3 separate regions of the Sus scrofa genome follow, and regions 1 and 3 are each linked to region 2. A link is a contact called in public Hi-C data. All regions are on one chromosome and are shown on one strand. The core of a region is the stretch at or near the end of the contact, and the rest is flanking DNA. Distances in the headings are between cores, read along the strand shown. Region 1 has its middle 57 kb from the start of TXNL1. Region 2 holds the start of TCF4 (transcription factor 4). Region 3 holds the start of TXNL1 (thioredoxin like 1).

Region 1 (4,364 bases), core at 1,615-4,114, 880 kb before region 2:
CCACCCTTCACCCCCAGACCCCCGACCTGACCCACCCAAAATAGACGACACCCTATGGCCCATCCAGGATCTCTGCACCAGCTGACTGGTAAAGGGCTTTGCCCTGGAATTAAATAAATTGTATATTATGCTTATTTAAGAATACATTAAATATATACATTTAACCTCCCCACCCCCCAAACCCCAGAACTAATCAATAAAGCCGCTTTGATTTTTTTGAGGTAGCGATTGGATATACCTTTTACAATTACTTTCCTGTTTACCAGAACCCAGTGAGCAGACTCGGTTGGAATTTTGCCTTTATTATCAGGACAGGGATGTATTGCCATCTTACAAGGTGCACCGTCGGGAGAGAGCCACAGTTCTGATTCCGCCTATGCTCACTGCAAAGCAGCAGTCTGCCAGCGTGTCAGAGCTGGCACAGCGGCTCCCCCATGCCCGGGAATCCGGTGCTGAGCAGGGATTAGAATGCCAGCATCTGATGCACGGGGTTGCTTCCTGCTCCCCCTTGGAGTCCTGACAAGAAATGACCTTGTTCAATCCTGCTGAGCTTCCTAGATTTACTGGGCTTATAGCAACACATGGGAAGGAGATTATGTTTATTTTTAAAACACACAAAAAAATGCAACCTTCCCAAGGCCTTTGCGGTGCTTGTGTGCAACAACACAAGTGCACACACACATGCAATGTATGTATAATCACTTCTAATTAACTTCAGCTCTTCCTGCAAAACTAAGTGTGAAGTCTTAAAGACTTGTCAGCTTCTCTGCCTGTGAAATTTATCTACTTCTAATTGTGAATAACAATACATTCAAGGTTAGCTATAAATGACTCAGATTTCACAGGAATCCAGTCTAAAAACCACATTTGAAGATGAATTCATTTCTGCAAAACATTTTTATAGTATGTTTCCAGATCAAAATGCAATTATTTATGCTTATCCAAAATGCCCTTTTTTTCCCCTCGAGGATTTTTTTTTCAAAATCTAAAAAATTAAATTTCATCAATTTTAAAATAAGCCCAGATATAAAACATATAAAGCAGGAAAGATGCCTAAAACAAAGATGAGTATATTATTATAGAGGATGGGAAAATATATTCAGTTTACACTTTTACAACTATAAATATTCAAAGAGCAGATGTTAACTAAGGTTAGGAATGTCCCCCACCTTGTCAGCAGCTCTGAGTACTCTGAGCACTTCCAGACCTCACCACTAGATGTCAGGAACAGCCCGATGAAATATACTAACCCATCCCTCCTAAGTAGAGTGGGTTACAGAACCTTTTAAAGTTTTTCCTGATTCTGTAGTTAATTTGGATAGGAAGTAATTTCCTTCGGGGGTTTGTGTCAAAATATTCACTGTGGGTTAATTTTAAGTAAGATATTAGAAACTATTAGAAAATGTGATCTGTTATCAAATCTGGGAAATGATCCTTTTAAAGCTCCAGGAATGTCTCCAGGGAAATCTTATGCCACGTGGAGCTGCACTGAAAACTGCCCTGTACTAAGGTTAGCTCCCGCCACAGCCACGCCAGAACTGAGCTCATCTGCGACCTACACCACAGCTCACGGCAACGAGACCAGGGATCAAACTCGCAACCTCATGGTTCCTAGTCGGATTCATTTACGCTGCTCCACTTCGGGAACTACTCCTTGCCTTTTGAAATAGGAATGGGCATGTCACCTGTGCAGTCACCAAGAATTCATGCAATTATGCAAGGATTTTGCATAAAACTAGGCCAGTGAAAGAAACAGTAAAGGAGGAGGGCCTTGCTGATCAGCTGAGAAGTTTTGACTTGAGACTTTGAGATCAACCCATTGAAGTAATTGCAGAAGACTAGATGTGATGAGTTGAAGTTTAGAAAGAGAGAATTCGATTCAATATAAGGAAGAACTTCCTAAAAATAAAGTAGCCCACCATCTAAACACAGCGCCTTAGAGAAACAGTGAGGTCCTCATCCCTGGAAAGATTTAAGGATCGACAGAGATCCTTAGGGGCCCAGAGAGAATCTCTATTTGTGGTGGCACGTGGGATTAAGTGGCCTCCAAGAGTGTCAGAGCCACAGGTCCACACTCAGTGATGTCCATCATTTAACCAGCAAGAAAGCAGCAGGAAAAAAGTTGAGAATGTGTGCATAGGTAAAAGAAATAAATGTTCGCAGTACCTAATCAAGGAAAATTGGGTTTTTGAAGCCCCATAGGGGAATGGTGATGGTTGTGCCTGTTTGTGGGACTCTGCCTGGGAAATACCGGCAAGAAGGAACTATTCAACTTTTGTGCTGCCAGCCTCTGATTCCCCTGTCTTCTTCATCCCTTGTCCTCTTTTAACCAAAAGTTGATCTTTTCTCATTTTAGGACCACACCTGAGGCGAATGGAAGTTCCCAGGCTAGGGGTCAAATCGCAGGCCTACACCACAGCCACAGCAACACAAGATCCAAGCCCCACCTGCAATCCAGCTTGCAGCAACGCCGTATCCTTAACCCACTGAGCGAGGCTAGGGATTGAACCTGCATCATCATGGGTACTAGTCAGGTTCTTGACCTGCTGAGCCACAATGGGAACTCTGCAAAAGCTGATCTTGACTCAGTCTTTAAAAAGTAAATCTTGGGGTAATTTAAGTGGCAATCCTCCCAATAGGTTGCATTTTATTAGGGAACAATGTCTGTGGGCTAAACTAGAAGAATAAAAGTTAGTCTGGGGTTGGAAGGCCTCAGCTGGCCTGAAGGGGAGGAAATAAGCCCTTGTTTGACCTTGTAACAGTTGCCTTTTCTGCCAAGAGGATAAGCCCCAGAGTATGGCTGGCCCTTGAAGTATATCACATGAACTCCGGAGATTGATAAAAAACAAAACAGAGTATTTCCACATATTCTTGGCTCTCGGAAGCAAAAAAGAACTACAGCTGAGATATAACTTAAGCCCACCCAAGACCTTGCAATATAGTGTATTACCCTAATGTAAATCAAGAGCGTGACTTAACTGTCTATCCAAATGCTCTCAGTAAAATCAGGTTTTATAACATCTTTCTAAATTCTGAGTTTGGTAAAGCATCACTGGTTAGACTATCACATGGATTTGAAATTTCCTTCTTATGCCAAGAGTGAAAAAGATTTACTCATGCTGGCATTTTCTAGTTGTGCGAAAGAGTTAAATGTTGGAGTGTTTACCTGGATTCTTGATCAGGCGTTAAATGAAATCCTTTCTCCTTCATCCCTCAAGGACAAGGATCACTCATAGTCTCATAGATGCTCAGAGCGGGAGTGATCCAAAAGGACCATTTAGTCCAATATCTTAATTCCACAGATGAGGAAACTGAGACCTGGGGTGACTTGTTCTGACTAGCAGCTCACTGTCCCCCCACCCACTGTCTCCTCCCCAGAGGATGTCTGCTGGAGGGCAGAGAAACACCTGCCCTCCCCGAGGCACACACCTTCTCCTGTCTCTCCAGGGAATCATGTACAGGGATGCCTGGGTGGGAATGGAAGTGTGATCTTTTGTCAGCCTCTAACTCAGTGGTTTTACTCTTTTACCATAAAGGAATGAATATCTTTTTTTTTTTTTTTTGGCGTTTTAGGGCCGCACCTGTGACATATGCAAGTTCCCAGGCTAGGGGGCTAGGGGTCGAATCGGAGCTGCAGCTGCCAGCCTACACCACAACCACAGCAACATGGGTTCTGAGCCGCGTCTGCAACCTACACCACAGCTCATGGCAATGCTGGATCCCTGACCCACTGAGAGAGGCCAGAGATTGAACCTGCATCCTCATGGATACTAGTCGGATTCATTTCTGCTGCCCCATAAGGGGAACTCCAGAATGAATATCTTAATGACTCCCATTGCGGGGCCTGCGCTTTGAAAAATTAGGTCTACAAAGCAAATACCATTTGTTAAGTATTTATTTTCCTACTTAAAAAACCTTCAAGACAGGCATTGCTATCAACACAATCTTCTGTTCAGCTTAGAAAGCCAGGGTGATGCAAGCCCAGCTCACTGCAAAGAAACTCAGTCTTTAACCTGAGCAACCTTTCAACTGGTTTCCTTTAGGAGTATTGATATGTAGGAACCAGGAGAGGACTTCCCAAGCTCTGGAAGCTGAGGTTCAATGCTGCCCCCAAGGACACTCAATAGATTCCTTGGCCTTGGCTTCATAAATTGCGCTCTCCGAGTTAGCTGCGGTTCATCCTGGGACAGGTGTGAGGTGAGGGCCTGAGCCGAGCCCCATCCTCCTGCACCTGGATTGCAGCAGTGGCTCCTCACTGACTCCCTGCTCCCATCCTGCCCCACTCCCCTAGAGACTATGTTCAATGGAGCAGCTGGTAACGTCATTTAACACTCCACTGATCCAAACTCTGCCGTGGTTGTGCA
Region 2 (4,131 bases), core at 753-3,252:
GGGCTGGGTCAGAAAAGAGTCATGCGATACCCCCATCAAGTTCTACCGTTATTATCGGGATTTATGAACAGGTTCCTAGGGAAAGGATTCTGTAGGTGATGGAGCAGCTACCCCAAAACATATCTGCTACATTTCCCTTTCTATCTTAAGTTCCTCTGGATTCTATCGTCTTCTAAGGTACCACCAGTCTTCATAAGCATACTTATTCTTCTGATGTTTCAGGGAAAAAAAAAAAAATTCAAATCTGTCCCTTAGTTAAAAAATAGGAAGAACAGTTGCATGGTTTTCTGACTGTAGGGTGCAGTTAAAAAAAAATCAGTAGCCAGCAACTGGGGTGCATTTAGGTCCTAGATGCTCCTCCCATTGATTTCTGGATGGATATATTCCTCTTGAAATTCAAGGGAAGGGGGAATCTTAAAATTTGGAAACTAGAAGGAATCTTATGGGATTATCTAATCTGTTCTCTGCATTTAACAGTAAAAGATACTGACATCAAGCCTTAGGTCCCAGGGCTGATTAGAGGTAGAGCCAGTAGAATATTTCTCCTAAACAAACGTTTGTGATTTTGATTACATCATCTCAGTGTAGCCGATAGAGAATCTGAGAATCAGAGATAGTGCTTGTGATAATGCAGCATAAAGTAGTGTCTAAATGTAAAATTTTATTTTAAGATAAGAACACGGAATGGGTAGGAAAGACAGAGATCTGCACAGTGTGTGAAGAGACAGGAAACAACCTATAAATGCCCCAATTCTTGTTCCCTAAAATTTGCATATGAACAAAAGATCATGAAAATTGATCAGAACTCTTGTCACTGGCACAGAATTGCATTGCATCAGAAAATGGAGATTAGGACGTTCCCATTGCCAGATGGTATAGGAATGTGGCTGGATGTTGACTCTAATTGAAGACAGCCTGCCTTCCAAGGTGGGCGCTATCACTTAATAAAGTTGTGTAATTTAGGCAAGTTTGTACCACTTCCTAAATGGCCCTGGGTCAAGTAGTAGCACAAACTCCACAGAGTCACTCTCAGGATTGAAACAGCTAATATTTGAGAAATTCTTAGAACAGTGTCTGGCACATAGTAAACATGTAAGTGCTAACCTGTCATCATTACTTGCATTTCTCCAGTGGGAGGACTAAAAGCTATTATTTTGGAGTAATCTCCATTTCAAATCCCATGGGCTAGATTAGAGATATCAGTTGGTTTAGCGAGGAATTAGAGATGGAAAGGGAAGATTTCTTTCGGGGCGGCTCTATCTTTATCCTTCTAAGTCGTAGGAAATTCATAAAGCGGGCGTTTGTTATTTGCATTGCACAGACCAGAAAACTGGCTAGAGAAGGTAGAACTCTGGGCCAGAACTACACGTTGAGTAAGGAGTGGGTCACGGTAAAACTGGTCTCAGTTTAAAGGGAGTAAAGGAACATCTTCTCCCAGTAGACTTCTGGACTTGAAAAGTTCTCACTTTTCCGGGGGTGCCTAGAAAAAAGGGTGAGGGCCCTGCAGGAGAGGACCCACATTGCTCTCGAAGCCCAGGCGCTACAACTTGGCTCAGTGGCCTCTTTCTGCGTCACCCACGCCTCGCTAAGAGCACCAGCTTCACTTTGCAGGAGATCCAGGCTCGACCTTTCCGTTGGGGAGGCCGATGTGGCCTCTCTCGGCCTCCCTTTCCCGATCCTCCCTCAGGGTATCTGACTCCTCTGTGCAAGTCTTAAAGAGTTTAATTACTTAATTGATTTGCAAACTACACTTTGGAGTCAAAGAACTGAGAAGGGAAAGCACCGGGAACTTTAAGCAACGCGCAGGAGCACAGGGCCCGCGAATGGCTCCAGCCTCGGGAGCCCTGGCAGTTCAGCCCTCACGCGCGACGCCGGCCTGAATCCAGCCACCCACCTCCCGTTCCGGAGGAGGCGTGGCCCGCACGCGCCGCCATCTTGATCGCCTCTCTAGGCGCTCTGTTTACTACTCTATGGTCGCCCGCTCCCGCCCCGCCCCTCCCCAGTCATTGTCTGGAGGAGCAGCCGCGGCCGCAGCGCCTTCTCTTTATAAGCCCGCAGTGCCCGGATGTGAATGGATTACAATGTATCTTTCAGGGAAACCTATTATTATCAATGTGACTCCACAGGGGAGTCAATGGTGATGATGATGAGGAGGAGGAGGATGATGATGATGAGACACCTCTAAACTTGGAACAAGTTTAAGACTTTATAAGAGGAGAAGAAAAAAAAGCACCACCAAGACTTGTTTGAGGAAAAATCATAACTATCCTGTATTGCTATTTTTTATAAACAATAAGAAAAAGTTGTCGGATTTTTTTTTTTAATGATTTCTTTTTGGGGGGAGGGAATTTTGTTGCAGTTTTATGGTGGAAAATGCAAAAACCAGAGCCAGGTGCATAATCTTGTATTTTGTGGATATCCCTGGAGCAGAACTGAGTACCAGTTAAAATACTTTTTTGGGGGATACACATGTGAGATACTAAGTACTTGCAGAAGATTTTTGTCTCTCTTTTTAAAGTCACTTTCCTTGGAATATTGTGAGAATATTTGTGGCCATTTAAGGTAACGTTACAATTTGCTGTCAGAGTAAACTGTTTGTAATTGAATTTAATTTTTAAAATGTAGATCCCAGTGTTTAATTAAAACAAAAGGAACGACCTATTAAATAATTGCCAATGAGAAAAAGTGTGTGCATGCATTCTGTGTATGTACTCGCACCTCTAGCAATAACAGGGTTTATAAAGTGTGTGTTTTAACCCATGTTAAAATAGCGTATGTTGGATATACTTGATAAAGCACGTTTGTTATTATGAAACGATAGATTTGTGCAGCTTAATTTTAATCCTAAAAAGTGATGTGAAAAAAAGTATGTTTTAAGAGCATGCAGGGCCTGTAATGGTAAATGTTGAATTAAAAACTTAAAGTGCTGGCGAACGAGGGCTTAGCGTGCCTAGGAACTCAAGTGTAAAAACAAAACAACACCAACCCTCAAAAATTGTCTTTTATTTATTTATTTATTTTTTGGCGAAGTTAGCAGTTATACTATTCTGTGACTTTACAGGGAGGGGAAAGAAAGTATGTAATTTAGGTTTCGCCCCCAACGCAGAAGTACCGACATGAAAATCTCCCCAGCAAAATGTGGCTTGGTTTATATCTAGAAAAAGAAAAATATTGTTCCTCTTGGCAAAGTCTTTTTGCATCACGTGTATTTGCAGCCTAGTATAAACTTGCTTTGCCGTGTGTGTGGATGTGTGAGTGAGAGGGAACGAGAGTCAGAGAAAGAAAGAAGTGAGGGGATGTAAACTCGAATAAATTTCAAAGTGCCTCCGATGGATGAAACGGGCAAAAACTGAACTGTTCAGGCTTCAGATTGTAACTGACGATCTGAGGGAAAATGAGGTGCTCGATGAAATTTCGTTTGTATTTTTTTTTTTTTTTTCTTTTGCGAGGCGGGGGAGGTGTTGAGATTTTTTTTTTTCCCCTCGGGGGGGTGGGGGTGCATCCCATCCACTCCGACCCGAGCGAGCCGCGTCTCCCCGCCGGAGCCCCCCCACCCATTTCTTTGCTGAACTTGCAATTCCGTGCGCCTCGGCGTGTTTCCCCCTCCCCCCCTTCCCTCGTCCCCTCCCCTCCCCGGAGAAGAGAGTTGGTGTTAAGAGTCAGGGATCTTGGCTGTGTGTCTGCGGATCTGTAGTGGCGGCGGCGGCGGCGGCGGCGGGGAAGGAGCAGGAGCGGGCGCGGGCGCAGGCGGAGGAGGTGGTGGCGGTGGAGGCAGTGGTTAGACATGAACGCCGCCTCGGCGCCGGCGGTGCACGGAGAGCCCCTTCTCGCGCGCGGGCGGTAGGTACCGGCGCCGGCAGGGCTCGGCGGGGCCGGTGCGCGGGGCTGCGCGGGGCTCGGGCTCGGCGGCCCCGCACGCGGCTCCGCGCCTACCGAGCCGCGGGCTCCCGGCTCCTGGCGCTCCCGGCTCCCGGCGCTCCCACTGGAGACACCCCTTCCCCTCCCGCGCCTCTTCCCTCCCCCTCATGTCTAACCCCCCCTGGCCCCCCCTCCCCGGTAATGACACTTGGAAGGACCGACGACTTTGCCAGGGGCCTGACTTTAATTTTTACAACCCTTTCTTTCACAAAT
Region 3 (4,297 bases), core at 483-2,982, 930 kb before region 2:
CTAAAAAGACGGGGGAAAAAAAATTCTTGCTCCTCAAAAACGGGCTTTTCTTTTTCTTTTTTACAAAAGCACTAAATTTAAAGAAAAAAATAGGATCAGAGACTGTATAGTTATTCCCCAATGTCTGCCCAACAAATACTCATATATAAATGAGACTGGAAAACTGTATCTCTCTTTTCTATCCTAAGACTACTTTGAAATGATTAGAATCAAATTGAAGAAATGAAAAAAGCCGGAAGAGTGAAGTATTTGCATTATCCTAAACTCCTTCCTCTGCCTCCTCATCAAATTAGTCTGACTGGTCACTCAACCCTGTGGTTTTTACCTTCCAACTGTTTCTCAAATATATCATTTGACAGCATCTCCCCTGTAACTCAGTTCCTGGATTACCACAATAACCTCTTAAACTGGTTTTACTGCCTTCCATTTTTTTCATTGTTATCTCTGGGTTTTTTCTAAAGACATTTTTAACCACAAAATTGTCCTGCAGTGAACTACTCTATTGCCTTCATGTTAAAATACAAATGTTTGAGTTCTCTGGTGGTCTAGTGATTTAGGATTTGGCACTTTCACCACTCTGGAACCCAGGTTCAGTCCCTGGTCTGGGAACTGAGATCCCACGTCCAGCTGCTGCATGCCAAGACCCCAAAAAAATAAAAAATAAATATAAAACAATACGGATTCCTTAGCTAGTCATCATCTGACCTTCACCTTCCTCTTCAATTTCATCATCCAACTAACACCAATGGTAAATCAATTGATTTTTCACCTTGCCTAATATTTAAAAGATCATGCTGGTGTTGCACTGCCTTAACTTGAACGCTAGCTTGACTTCGTACTAGGTCTGTATACTTTGGAAAATTAGGATTGCTGTGAGGATTAAATGAGCTAATATACATAGCTTGTATCTTGTCAGGCACATGATTTGTTAACTATTAACTTTACAATTATCATCATCAGCTCTCTCAACCCATGCATTTGCAGTGCTGCCGCCTGAGGTACCCAGTCATCTCTTACCTTCTGGCTATGCTCTTCTTCTCTATCAAGACTCTGTTCAGGGATCACATCGCCTGGCAAATTTACTTCGCCCCGTCCTCCTATCTCATTTGTCACCACAGTTTACATAAATTTTTGTGTTGCCGTAACTGTCGTTTGTGTCTATGACCAGATTGTGAGTTCCTAAAGGAAGGATGGTGCTTTCATATTTTTAGGTAAAAGTAAAAGACAGGTGCATAATATTTTCTGGATGACTTCCCAGAGGGCGCCTCAAAGTAGCGAGATTCGTAAATAAACTTTCCTAAAGTCTACTTTGTCTAGTGTTACGACTTGTCCCGAATATGAGTCGGGACTACACCCAAAGTATTCCAGAGGAAACTTAAGACCTTACTCAACTAGCCAAGAACCCCGGAGGAAAAAAGAATTCTTTTCTCAACTTTCCACCTTAGGAAACTCTTCTGGTAAAAACCACGGGTCTTGGAACCACGGAGGAATACCTTGAGGTCCAATGTGCGCCTGCGCTTGCAAAGGCTTCTCTTCCGCGCCTGCGCCACGCCAGCCAGTGAGGGGCTCCTCAGTCGAGAGTGGGGCCACGGGTCGTGCTTTAGGATTGGGCACTGGGAGCCAAAACGAATGGCACGGAAATGACGTCCAGGTGCGCCAGCGCCGCCGGCCCCGCCGCGCGGTGGCTGCTGGGTGCCGCAAGCCTTCCCTTTCCTCGCCTCTCGTTTCCCCCCTCCCATCCCGTTTCCTCGGCCGCTCCGCTCCCTGGCGTGACTCGGCACTGAGAGCCCCGGGAGAAGACGCCACGGTCGCCACCTCCTGTGTCCAGGCCTCGGCCTTCCTGAGTCTACCCCCGTCCCCTCCCGGGTCGTCTTCTCCTTCAGTTTTGAAACCGGTGGCGTCGCGGCCACCTTGCCAGGCTCTCTGAGAATGGTAGGTGTAAAGCCGGTCGGGAGTGACCCGGATTTCCAGCCGGAGCTGAGCGGCGCGGGCTCCAGACTCGCTGTGGTCAAATTCACCATGCGAGGGTAAGGCTGGGCGTAAGCCCGGGGAGCCCCCGTCTGTCCGTGGTTTTATTTCACTCTTTGGGACCCCACCTGCTTTGCGGCCTCCTGCCCCGGAATGTCCGGCGCTGGCCGCAGCCCCAGGCCGCTGCCAAGATAGGCCTCAGTTCCTGGGTGTGAACCCCCGTGTGTACGCCGGGGAGTCTCTAGCGGGCTTGGAAGCCTGGCCGGACGCGTTCCCCAGCCGGAGAGATCCCTGCCCGCTCCTTTTGAGTCCTCGGTTGAGCTCAGCTCTTGGGGGTGGCTCGGTTCTATTCCTCTTGACTGTGGGAGTCTCCTACAGCCTCTCCTACAGCTTGCACCAGTACCCTTCTTTTCCGGGATCCAGCTGTCATTTGCATCTTAGAAACCCTAAAAATTTGATTTACAGGGTGTTTTGATTCTCTTCACCACCTATATTTTTGGAAAATTCGGCTACCTAACTAATCCGTATAGTGCTTAGACTTAAAGCTCAGCTAGTGCGTTTTAAATTGTTAATGTTGAGTTAGGATGCTTTTGAATTTCCAGAATATTTTTGTTGTTCTTTTGATCAGCAATTTTGTAACTTAGGCTAGCTTATGTAAGCAGTTACGTCTGATCATGGAAACTAATAGGCACGTGTACAGTACAGGTAGATAGGTGTGCAGACATTGGATTTGACCAAGTAAACTCCATTTTTGACTTGGTGGTTTAAGAGGATAGGGAACTTGAAGGTTTTTATCTGGCTTTGGTAAATCTCAACATAATTTATAGGTTGCAAAGCCGGTGGATTTTCCATGTTGGGGGTGTAATGTGTTCCTTCGTGAAGGTGACATACTGAAACTAAGGTATCAGGACCAAGGTTTCAGCGAGTTTATGTATTTACTGACCTCCCCTTGGTCGTGCCCAGTTAGAGGGCTTGGAAGTCTCCACTTGATTTACCTTGACTTCCTGCTGTTGTTTACACTTAGGCTAACTTTGACAAATCTACTACAGGTATCATTATGTAACACATTTTGTTGTCCAAGTAACTATATAAATATAATGCAGTGTTTTGAGGCTCCGAGCAAAAAGTGATTAAAATGTATTGAACATGATTTAGTAAATGCTAAATATCTCAATGATAGCATTAGGATTAGATGGTTTTAGAGAATGAAGGGATGCTGATAGAGAATAAGTTATAATTGCTTTTGGACCAGTCTCGCACAGAATTGGAGAGGGGCAGTACATTAGATTTAAAAGTTTAGCTTCCCAGTTATGTTGATTTTATAACATCTGTATTCTTAATATGAGGGAATACCTATACTATACATTTTGTTAAGTCTTAGGCCAGAGTTGGAAAAAGGAAGAGATGATTTTAACAATGAATCTCATTTTTAGTTCACTTTTCTGATTCTGGGGACATTTATACTTCTGTGCCTCAGTGATACCTTTCTTTTTCCCTTAACATAGCAGGGGGAGAGATGACAGGATAATATCTATTTGGAGTGAGAAAAGTTACTACCATCCAACTTGAGGCCAAGAACATAGTTTTCCCAATCACCTATTTCTTCATTTCCTTTCCATCCCTACTTTAAGCCTTATTTCTTATTCTCACTTTCAATGCTGTATCCATTCTACTAATTTTACTAAAATACTATACAGGTTGTTTCTCTTCTGGTTTAAGAATCTTCAGTGGCTCTCCAGTATTATTTTTAGTAGTTTTTTTTTTTTTTCATTATAATGAAATACATATACTATAAATGTGCCATTTTAGCCATTTTAAATGTACAGTTCAGTGGCATTAAATACATTCACAGTATTGTGTCGTTGTCCCTATTTCCTAGAATTTTTTCATCATCTCAGATGGAAACTTTGCATCCATTAAACAGTAACTCCATACCTCCTCCCCACTGCCCCTAGCCCCTGGTAACCTCTCTTCTCTTCTCTGTCTATGAATTTGCCTATTCTTGATAACTCAATTAAGTGGAATCATATGACATCTGTCCTTTTGTTTATGGCTTATTTTACTTAGCATAATGTTTTCAGGGTTCATCCTTGTTATAGCATGTATCAGATACTTCTTCCCTTTAAAACTGAGTAATATTCTCTTGTGTGTATATACCACATATTTATTCATTTGTTGATGGACATTTGAGTTGTTTCCACCTTTTTTTTTTTGTCTTTTCAGGGCCACACCCATGTCATATGGAAGTTCCCAGGTTAGGGGTCAAATTGGAGCTATAGCCTCTGGCCTATACCACAGCCACAGCAATGTCAGATCCTTTGTGACCTGC

Evidence for each region. A called contact is a pair of places that touch in the nucleus more often than the background predicts.
Region 1: a Hi-C map of fetal skeletal muscle shows a contact between it and region 2, with 4 times the contacts expected there. The contact joins the enhancer-like site here to the promoter of TCF4 in region 2. A contact is called at or near these places in 1 of 5 promoter capture datasets (fetal skeletal muscle), 7 of 47 Hi-C or Micro-C datasets (embryonic fibroblasts, fetal heart ventricle, fetal skeletal muscle and 4 more) and 1 of 2 datasets of contacts at active chromatin or transcription factors (skeletal muscle).
Region 3: a Hi-C map of skeletal muscle shows a contact between it and region 2, with 8 times the contacts expected there. The contact joins the promoter of TXNL1 here to the promoter of TCF4 in region 2. A contact is called at or near these places in 1 of 5 promoter capture datasets (fetal skeletal muscle) and 1 of 47 Hi-C or Micro-C datasets (skeletal muscle).

Annotation. Positions count from the first base shown.
Region 1 is chr1:105,954,186-105,958,549 of Sscrofa11.1, reverse strand. No RefSeq gene overlaps it. Among named protein-coding and RNA genes, the nearest start is that of TXNL1, 57 kb to the left of the region's middle. Within about 2 kb of position 2,864, at least 1 of the 83 cell types and tissues checked has an H3K27ac peak or open chromatin away from gene starts, as enhancers often do. A contact at or near this core is called in fetal skeletal muscle, where this site is marked.
Region 2 is chr1:105,077,790-105,081,920 of Sscrofa11.1, reverse strand. It overlaps TCF4 (transcription factor 4), which reads left to right and starts at 2,002. Exons shown (of 20, transcript XM_021093491.1): 1 at 2,002-2,562.
Region 3 is chr1:106,010,782-106,015,078 of Sscrofa11.1, reverse strand. It overlaps TXNL1 (thioredoxin like 1), which reads left to right and starts at 1,732. Exons shown (of 8, transcript NM_001244276.1): 1 at 1,732-2,027. The coding sequence starts at 1,930.